Linked DNA regions of Mus musculus: region 2 is linked to region 1. Evidence: chromatin contacts called from public HiChIP or PLAC-seq data. All regions are on one chromosome and are shown on one strand. Each heading gives the region's core, a stretch centred on a gene start, on an enhancer-like site or on the middle of the called end of the contact. The rest is flanking DNA. Distances are from core to core; before and after follow the strand shown. Region 1 holds the start of Rmi2 (RecQ mediated genome instability 2). Region 2 has its middle 9.0 kb from the start of Gm4262.

Region 1 (4,793 bases), core at 387-2,886:
TAGGCTTCCTTTAGAAGTCTCCTGGAGCCTGTGTTGAAGCTTCAGAGTCAAGTATAGGCAGGCCTTGTCTATCTGGGTCACAGGTGCAACCACGCAGTTCACGAGGCCCTGTGTATGATATGTGTTTCCTAATGAGATGAGGCTCCAGGTACCTGATGCCGGTCTCAGAACATCTGCTTCTCAGAACACACAAGTGCCAGGCATTGGACCAGATGCTAGAGTCAAGCTATCAGAACCACAGTGCAAGAACTGCAGTAGCTCAAAGGGCAGCCTCAAACCCTGCAATATCAGCATCTCCTTAGAGGGTATTAGAAACAACTCTTAAGACTCAGAAAACCTGCTGGGCGTGGTGGCACATGCCTTTAATCCCAGTACTAGGGAGACAGAGGTAGGTGGATTTCTGAGTTCGAGGTCAGCCTGGTCTACAAAGTGAGTTCCAGGACAGCCAGGGCTATACAGAGAAACCCTGTCTCGAAAAAACAAACAAACAAACAAACAAACAAAAATATGAGTACAGACTTAGGGCTGGGATTGCTTGCGTAGCATGCACAAAGCCCCCAGTTTGATTCCCAGCAGCGTATGAACCAGATGGAGCAGCATATGCCTAGAATCCTAGCACTCAGGAGATGGAAGCAGGAAGCCCGGGTGTCCAAGCTACACAATGAATTTTAGGTCAGTCTAGGCTAGACACTGCCTTAAAAACACACACACACACACACACACACACACACACACACACACACAGAGAAAAAGACAAGCAGACATTTCCTGAGAAATTATTTTCAAAACATACGGGGAAAAATGAGAAAAACATCTACAGGGATAGAACTGTGACACAGAATTGCAAGGCTCAAAACTGGGAAGGTGGGATAGCCTCGGGAACCTACAGGCGTTTTAGTAGATGTACTTGTTTACTATTCTCGCTGTCTGGGTTAAACCCAAGGACTCATCAATGTTAGGAAGTGCTCCCACCCCAGGCCCTCTTTACTTTTTGTTCTGAGACAGGCTCTCACTGAGTTGCCTTACGTTGGCCTTAAACTCACTTCGTAGCTCAGTCAGGCTTTGAACTTTGCCATCCTCCTGCCTCAGACTCCTAGTATTGGGATGGAAGATGTGTACCTCCAGGCCCGGCTGGAACCTACATCTTAGAAAGCGGGGATAGGTGTTGCTGTCATCCAAGAGGATGGGTGGGGAGTCACTTGACAGGGGCTGGGCCAGGAAGGAGGGCTAGAGCCTGGAGGTGGGACCGCCCCGCCCCGCCCCGCCCCGGGGAGGACCTGCAGAGCCGGTCCCGCCCACGTTACCTGGGAGGAGGCAGGGCCGGCCGCGTGGTACGCGCTCCAGGCCGCGCACAGAGAAGGCTCCGCTCGAGTCGCGCAGCCGGGCCTGGCCGCCTTCCGCCGCCAGCACGGTACCCTGCATCCACACGGCCACCAGCTCCAGCGGAGCGCGGCCCACCGCCGCCCGCGACAGCCGCCACGCGCCCGGGCCACCCTCTGCGTGCCGCCGCAGCTGTCCTGCCAGTACCTTGAGTGGCGGCAAGCGCGGCAGCCGCACGGCCCCGGGGCCACCGGAGGACAGCGACTCGGACGCCGCAGCCGCCATGCTGCGCCACCACCGCTTTCCCGCCAACTCTGACGGACGGCGGGGGTTTGGCGAGCGGCAGCCAATCAAGAGCGCGCCTGCCCGAGGCAGCCAATGGATGGGGGCGGGACAGCCGCGTAACCGCCAGAAGCTGAAAGATTCAACTGAATTAAATAGAAAATAGATACGCTAACAAATGCAGGGAGATACGGAATTTCCTCTCCTAAGGAAGAGCAACGATTTAAGCCATATGTCTCCGTTCCAGTTTACTAAAAAATAAGACGCACTCAACAGTAGTTGTAGATGATCGATTAATTTTAAGAGCCGAAATAAAATGTGCACCCTTAGCAAAACATTACCACACGAAAAGCCGAGATGCAAGTAGATCCCTTGGACCTTTTTGATACGAAATCACATCTACACACAGGAGAGAGAGTTCCAGAGGAATAGTTTAAGCATGGCCCCAAACACAAATTTATGAATGGATTGGTTGTACTCTTTTAATACCTCAGAGATGACGCTGAATATGCGCTGCGCTGGTAACTTTGGTTAAGATATCAAGCATCTTTAGAAATTGGTCTTGTGCCCAGACTACACACACACACACACACACACACACACACACACACACAGTATTCCTGAAATTATAAGAGTTTTATCAGGGGAAATCTTTAAAAAGAAAATAAATACACTTATTTGAATTTAACGATTAAAAAAGTATCAAAACAAATTTTGGTGGTTCACACCTATTTAACTCTAGCACTCACCAGGGCTGGAAGATGAGTTCAAGGTCATCTTTAGCCACAGAGTGAATTGGAGTCCAACCTGGTATACAAGAGCCCTTCCTGGAAACACCATAACAAGTAAATTAAACAATTTCCTCTTTCAGTTCGGGATATTGCTCTATAGGAGAGTGTTTACCTAGCAAGAATGCTCACCAGGCAAAATCACTTGCCACCAAATCTGATATCAGATCAGAGTTCCATTCCCAAAACCCATGTGAGAATTAACTCCCATAAATTGTTCTCTGACTTCCACAAGTGCGCTGCGGCACACGTGCATCCTGGTAAGTTATTCTCTGCTGGTGAAATGAGTCAATTCAAGCCAAATCGAAGTACGCAAAGGCAGGCTTATGGGGAAGCCGCTCTTGGGTCGGTTCTCTGGTCCCAAGGAAGGAGGCCAGGGAAGTCGACATGGGGAGGAAGACAGAGGGGAGGGGGTAGAGAAAGAGTGTGCATGTGCTGGGAGAGAGAGAGAGAGAGAATGCAGAGAGGGAGAGAGAGAGAATGCAGAGAGGGAGAGAGAGAGAATGCAGAGAGGGAGAGAGAGAGAATGCAGAGAGGGAGAGAGAGACAGGTGGGTATACAAGGTGCAAGGTAGGAACTAAGGGATGCTGGAAGGATGGGAGAACCTGGAGATGAAGTCCACTTTGGTTTGTAAAAAATGCACCTCAGCTGTTTGTCCCAAGTCTGAATCCTAACTCTTCCCACTACACACACACAGTAAATAAATGCAAAATATCTTTAAAAACACAAACAAACAAACAAAACTTGCCACCTTTGAGTGACTAATTTATCACTAAGTCTTCTTCTTCTTTTTTTTTCCTTCTCCGAGACAGGGTTTCTCTGTGTAGCCCTGGCTGTCCTGGAACTCACTCTGTAGACCAGGCTGGCCTTGAACTCAGAAATCCGCCTGCCTCTGCCTCACAAGTGCTGGGATTAAAGGCGTGCGCCACCACTGCCCGGCTATCACTAAGTCTTCTTACACAGTGTAGTATTCTGAGATCAGCAATACTGAACACTGAACTAAAAACCCATGTTTGTGATTGATTACAGCTGATCAGGAAATGATAAATGTACGAGGTGGCCTACCAATTACTTTGTGTGATCATTATACAAAGTTCATAGGTATCAAAATATCACAGTCCTATCAACAGGCACAACTAATTACATAATAGGAAATTTATGCTATTAAAATTCTCTCCCTTGTATAGTTTTGTTGCCTGCATGTATGTCTGTGCAAGGGTGCCAGATCCTGGAGTTAAAGACAGTTGTAAGCTGCCTTGTGGGTGCTGGGAATTGAACCTGGGTCCTCTGGAACAAAGAGCCAGCCCCTTCCTTCGTTTTTTTGTTTTGTTTGTTTAGGTTCGTTTTTTGTGTCTTGGGACAGGCTTTCTCTAATAGCCCTGGCTCACTCAATAGACCAGACTGTCCTCAGATGAAGGTGTGTGCCACCACTGCCTGACTACCCATCCCCCACCTTCATCATTTTAATAACAAATACATGCTAGGTCCCAAAGAAACCCAGGACCAGAGGCAAACCAAGGTACTATTAACTTATCAAAGCAGATGCTAGCCAGTAGAAACCTGTGGCTCCTCCCAGTGTTCCTTGCCCCTCCCCTCCCCTAAACCTCTGCTGCCCAGATGCGGGGGGGGGGGGGGGGGGGGGGGGGGGGGGGGGGCGCTTCCCGTCCCCCAGCTTACATCGCTATAAAATCCTGCCATTTTGGTTCCTAGCCCTCTTGGTTTATTAGTCTATAGCCACCTCCGCCTTTTCACTTTCTCTTTCACTCCCCCCACCTCCCTTGACCGGGTGTACTCTGCTGACCACGTTTAGTCTGGACTCTTCCAGATGCCTCTGGCTGTTCTTTCCCTCATATCTACAATTAAACCTTCTTAATTACACCTAGGAGTGGCCATGTCTTCATTTTTATTCAGTAATTTAAAAGCTGAAGGAAGAAAATTTTTAATTAATAGCTGCACCCCCCCACACACACACATACACACACCTCTCCATCACCTTTATCATTCATGAAAGCAAAGTACAGGGAGGAGAACTTGGAAGAGGAAAATCTGGAACGGGAAGTCACTGAAAACCATATTCAAGATTATCGATTGTTGACTTCTGGATGCAATAACTTACAGATTTTTAAATATACAAGTACATATTTTTGATATGTAAATAGTCTTTGTGGTAGTTTGACTTGGTATGTGTTAGCTGGTGCTGCTTCATATTCAAATGCTAAATACTCCCCCCCCCCAAGATCTGGTAGCTGCCACCCCCACCAGCAGATCCTCACATACACCAAGTGATGCTATGTAAACCTTGCTCCCCAATTTTAAACTATTGGCTAAATAAAGGTGGCTACAGCCAATTACTGGGGACAACAGAGGTAGGCTGATTTTCAGTTACCTGGCTGTGGGTCGCAG
Region 2 (5,313 bases), core at 1,232-3,731, 180 kb before region 1:
TGAAGCTTAGAAATCAGAGGAGTCAGGGTCTCCACCCAGGACGCAGGGTTTGGCACCATAGCCTGGAGTTGGGGGTGCACATGTGTGATAGTCACGTGAGTGGGCAGTGGTGCATGGTCCACCCAGGACCTCCTGTGGTGCCTGCACCGAGGTCCCTGAATCACTGCTATGACTACACCTGACCACGTCTAGCTCTCTGTACCCTGCTGGAGTGCTGGCCAGCTTCCCACTTGTGTATTTGCCTGGCTCTGTCTTGTTTCGTTTTGTTCTGAAATTTTATTTATTTTTGTGCATATGAGTGTTTGGCATATGTATTTATGAATCCCTGGCCCGTGGAGATTAGAAGAGGGCGTCAGGTTCCCTGGAACAGGAGTTACAGATGGTTGTAAGCCACCATGTGGGTGCTGGGAATTGAACCTGGGTCCTCTGCAAAAGCAACCAGTGCTCTTAACCACCAAGCCATCTCTCCAGCTCTTTATTTCATTTTATATTGTTTAATTTGAACTCACAATTAAAGTTTGGAGAATGTGGGGCCAGTTAGATGGCTTAGTGGGAAAAAAAAATCAGGGGCTCACTGACCTTCCTCCCCAGAGTAAACAGACTTCATCTGAACAGCCATTGACTTCTCAGCTTCTCCTCCTGGCTCCCTGGTAAGCCTGAGAGTGCATCTCAGGATCTGGAACATTTGGTTATAGGGCTAGGGGCCCATGAAGGCCCAGTGAGCGTGGGAAGAGAGGTGGGGAAAGACAAGAGCTGAGCCAGGCCTGATGGTGCACTCCTGTAATCCCAACACTCAAGAGGTGGAGGCAGGGGGATCGGAAGTCTACCTGCCTCTGCCTCCTGAGTGCCAGGATGACAGGCGTGTTCCATCACACCTGGCTTTGAAAGGTTTGCTTTCATTACCTTGGATCATATATATGTATGTATCTGTGCATCTGAGGCCAGGTGCTCACGGGGGTAGAGGCACCAGGTCCTCTGAAGTTACAAGGTGGCTCTGAGCCACCAACAGGGTCCTCCAGACCTTGGTGATACATGCACATACTGCTGCAGGGACTTGCCCTGACTGGGCTCTGTGAGAATGTGAAGAAATGACAAACACAGGCAGACACAAAGAGAAGCTGGGTTGGGTGGAAGGGGCGGGGTTACTACATACAGGTAAATAAGGAGGCAGTGTTTATGCTGTACAGAAGAATCATGGTAGAACTCACAGTGCGGGAGCACTCACAGAGCAGGAGCACTCTTCAGGCATCTGCGGTGCTGCTGTGGTGCTCATTATCTGTACACAGGATCAGCATTTGTACTTGGACCAGAGAGGAAAGCTTTGCCGTTTTCTCCAGTGGCAACAGCCTTGCTGCTCCTTTGCTCTTTACTAAGGTTGAGATGTCAAGAGTAGCCTCCCAACTGGGCATTTCATCCCAGCACTTGGGAGGCAGAGGCAGGCAGATTTCTGAGTTCAAGGCCAGCCTGGTCTACACAGAGAAACCCTGTCTCGAAAAACCAAAAAAAATAAAAAAGAGTAGCCTCCCCCAGGAAGCTTTCCCTGACTGCCAGCCCCCAGGGGCTTCTGAAGCACCCTCATCAGGAGACCTCCCAGGAACCAATGTCCAGCCAGAGGGCTCTTTTACCAGGTGTGGCTCCCTGGCAGAGCCAGTGCCTGCCCTAGAGAAGGCCCTCCGTTCTGTCCCCAGCACTGTAAAAGCCCAAACAGCTAAGAACTTGTTGGGCTGCTAGAGGCACTGGAGTCAGGGTCAGAGCCTGGGGCTGGGCAGCCCTCACATGCTAGGCTGGGCCTCCCATCCTCTACAGGCCAAACAGACGCGGAACAGTGGACAGCAGAGACAGGAGGTTTATAGGCGATGAGGCCATGTCAGGAAGAGGTGACTTCCCCAACCTCCAGGTTCCTTCAGGATCCTGACCCAAGGGTTAGGTTTAAATGCCTGCGTGGCTGAGCATCTCTGAGCATCTTGGCCCCAGGACCTCATGAAGGTGGTCTGACAAGTTCAGAACCACGTAAAATCTCTTCCTGGGAGACAAGTTCCTCAGGCTGCACCCGCATCGGCCCTTCCTCCCACCAGAAATTCCTGGGGAAATTCCAGTTTGGGGGTGGGGGGACCATTGTTCAATAGTCTGACAGCCAAAGGGGCTGGAGCAGTGTTTTGGGTGGCTCCTGTCTGGTTGCCACAGTAGCTCCTGGGAGGAAGGCTCTGATGCTGCTCAGTGCAGAACAGCTTTTGTAGCTAAAAGTACCCCAGCGTGCCTCCAGAGACCAGGGCTGCAGGCTTGAGAAGCCACTAGGAGGGCAGCTCAGAGCTATCAGCTGAACGTTTGGATCTAGCCTGGCTTCCAGTGGAATTGTAAACATGTCCTTCTGTCCCTCTCAGGGTTAGCATCACAGAGATGTGGGTGTGACGACTAGGGTGTGGCCTGCTGAAGCTTGGGGGCCAGACCTGGGCTTATTACCATCCCGTTTCCCTTGTGTCCAGAGACAGGGAGGAGCCTGCCCTCTCCAGTGGATTCCCCACAAAAGCCCCCGAATGCCTGTGTCACATGTATCCTGCAACGTCACATGACCTGACTTTCAGAAGCAGCCCAGGGTGGAAGTCTGGGCTGGGCAGAACCTACGAAAGATTGGCTTCAGAACAAGTGGTGTCTTCTGTCTCAGACTCCTCATCCTTCCCTGTTGATGCCAGGCATTAACCACCTTTTGTGACTGGCCACCTGGTGACTCTACAACTATCAGGGGAAGGAATGAGCCCACAGAGAGACTCGTGTGTGTGTGTGTGTGTGTGTGTGTCTGTGTGTGTGTGTGTTGCTGTCTCCACAACGTGGGGGAGTGGGACTTTGTTCTTAATTAGCTGCAGATTTACAGGTATTTCCTGGCAAGGTTAGATTCCTCAGCTATGCCTAAATGTCTGATGGGCAGCAAATGGCTTTTTAAGTGTATTATATGTCACATGGAGGCAAATGTGGTACTAGAAATTGTTTATCTGACCTTCAGATTGAGCTAGATATTGATAAGTTATCTCCACTAACTAAATGAGCCAATTTAGACCAAATTAAATGTAAAAGCAGCTCTCTGTTAAGTTCACTGACCACATAGGAGGGAGTCAGTGAAATCCCCATACTGAGGGAGACAGAGGGGAAGGGAAGAGAAGAGAAATCATGGAGAGAGACAGAGAGAGAGAGAGAGAGAGAGAGAGAGAGAGAGAGAGAGAGAGAGGAAGAAGAAGAAGAAGAAGAAGAAGAAGAAGAAGAAGAAGAAGAAGAAGAAGAAGAGAAGAAAAAGAAGAAGAGGAAGAAGGAGGAGGAAGAGGAGGGGGAGGGGGAGGGGGAGGAGGAGGAGGAGGAGGAGGAGGAGGAGGAAAAGAGAGGAAAGGAGAGAAGAGGAGAGAAGAGAAGAAGAGTAATGCAAGCCGGGCGGTAGTGGCACACGCCTTTAATCCCAGCACTTGTGAGGCAGAGGCAGGCGGATTTTTGAGTTTGAAGCCAGCCTGGTCTACAAAGTGAGTTCCAGGACAGCCAGGGCTACATAGAAAAGCCCTGTCTCGAAAAAACAAACAAACAAACAAACAAAAAACAAAAGAAGGTGGAGGAGGAGGAGGAGGAGGAAGAGGAAGAAGAAGAGGAAAAGGAAGAAGAAGAAGAAGAAGAAGAAGAAGAAGAAGAAGAAGAAGAAGAAGAAGAAGAAGAAGAAGAAGAAGAAGAAGAAGAAGAGTGATGCAAAGGTGAGGGCAGGAAAAGCAAACTAAAGTGCTAAAGTGTCTGGATTATTTAGGAGGGAGTGTCTGGGTGAGAGGAAGCCCAACGAGAGGAAGGTTCTGTGTAGATGTAAGGGTGTGCCAGCCAAGCCCCATAACAGGTAGGGACTGAGGAATGCTGGGAGAACTTTGGTATGTTAAATATGCACCTCAGTTCCTTGTCCCTGGTCTGACTCACAACATCCCAGCCTTTTGTCGATAATAAATGAATAAGAATGACATAATCGTCTATGACTACTTCCTGCTGACGTTGGGGCATTGTTATTGGGGGCCCAAAATCTGGAATGCTGGCCAAGGTTGGTAAGAGTTGGATGCTGTCCAAGTTCTGCAGGACCATCTGGGTCTAGGGATGTAAAGGCCCAGTTGGAACTCTTTGTGAGGCTAGACTGGAGCACCTGTGGGTAACTGCTTCGGAGTTGCCCTGGATGCAGGTCTCCAGGAAGCACTGGGACTTGATAGGATGCTGGGGCAGATATATATGTTAGGGGTAGGAAATAAAGTTAAGGATTTTAGGGAGAAAAAATTTGCTTGGGTGTATGTTTGAAACTTTTAGGCCCGTGGTCTTGATGGTTGGGGGTGGGGGACAAGACCATGGAAAGGGAAATAGATCCCACCCTCAGAAATAGATGGGGGAAACAGACTGTTGATTAACAGTGCTTATTGGAGTCCATTTGACCTGTGAGATGTGGAACCAAATGGATTCCTCGAAGCTTGCCAGAACCTTTTAAGTTCACAAAAAGAGATGCATTTTAGATATGTTAGTATTAGGCTGTTTGTAATCGGTATCTCAAATCTACATTGCAGAAAGAGCAGCAGGCTCACGCCTTTGAGTCATAGTAAAGCTACAGTAAAATGAGTTTGGTCAAGAACATTAACACCCTGGAAGTCTTCCTACAACAGTAGCGTAGTGAGAGGGAGCTCCTGTAGCAGCTTTTCATTCCTCTTACACACACACCCTGTCACTTTCCTCTTACACACCCTGTCACTTTCCTCTTACACACCCTGTCACTTTCCTCTTACACACCCTGTCACTTTCCTCTTACACACCCTGTCACTTTCCTCTTACACACCCTGTCACTTTTTTATCACTTTTTACAGTTTTCATGTTCTCCAACCTTCATAACTTACTTTTGCCAACTTGTTAAATTGTTTATTTTATATATGTGAGTACACTGTCACTGTCTTCAGACTCACCAGAAGAGGGCATCGGATCCCATTACAGATGGTTGTGAACCACCATGTGGTTGCTGGGAATTGAACTCAGGACCTCTGGAGAGCAGTCAGTGCTCTTCTCACTGTAGACATGCTGTCTTAGGTCCTCAGCCGCTTGTCCCAGGTCTGAAACCCAACAGGTATTATATGTGGTGGCCTGTCACCATGCCTGTAATCCCAGTACTTGGGAGGTCAGAATAGAAGGATTACCATGAGTTCAAGTCCAGCCTTGGCTATACAGTGAGTTCTAGGCTAGCCTGGGCTATATAGCAAGACTCACACTGGGATAATCAGGAGCGGGCGTGCTTTTGGGTTCTTAGTCTCATTAGTAAAAAAATATAAG

The links. HiChIP or PLAC-seq counts read pairs in DNA pulled down with a chosen protein or histone mark.
Region 2: a contact with region 1 is called in an HNF4G HiChIP or PLAC-seq map of pancreatic cancer cells. The contact joins the enhancer-like site here to the promoter of Rmi2 in region 1. A contact is called at or near these places in 1 of 39 promoter capture datasets (neural stem cells), 1 of 484 Hi-C or Micro-C datasets (stem cell-derived cardiac mesoderm) and 6 of 115 datasets of contacts at active chromatin or transcription factors (effector CD8 T cells, embryonic stem cells, epiblast stem cells and 3 more).

The regions. Positions count from the first base shown.
Region 1 is chr16:10,831,902-10,836,694 of GRCm38.p6, reverse strand. Rmi2 (RecQ mediated genome instability 2) reads right to left here and starts at 1,636. Exons shown (of 2, transcript NM_001162932.1): 1 at 1,305-1,636. The coding sequence starts at 1,605. It also overlaps the pseudogene Gm17913.
Region 2 is chr16:11,015,204-11,020,516 of GRCm38.p6, reverse strand. No RefSeq gene overlaps it. Among named protein-coding and RNA genes, the nearest start is that of Gm4262, 9.0 kb to the right of the region's middle. Within about 2 kb of position 2,481, at least 40 of the 459 cell types and tissues checked have an H3K27ac peak or open chromatin away from gene starts, as enhancers often do. A contact at or near this core is called in pancreatic cancer cells and trophoblast stem cells, where this site is marked.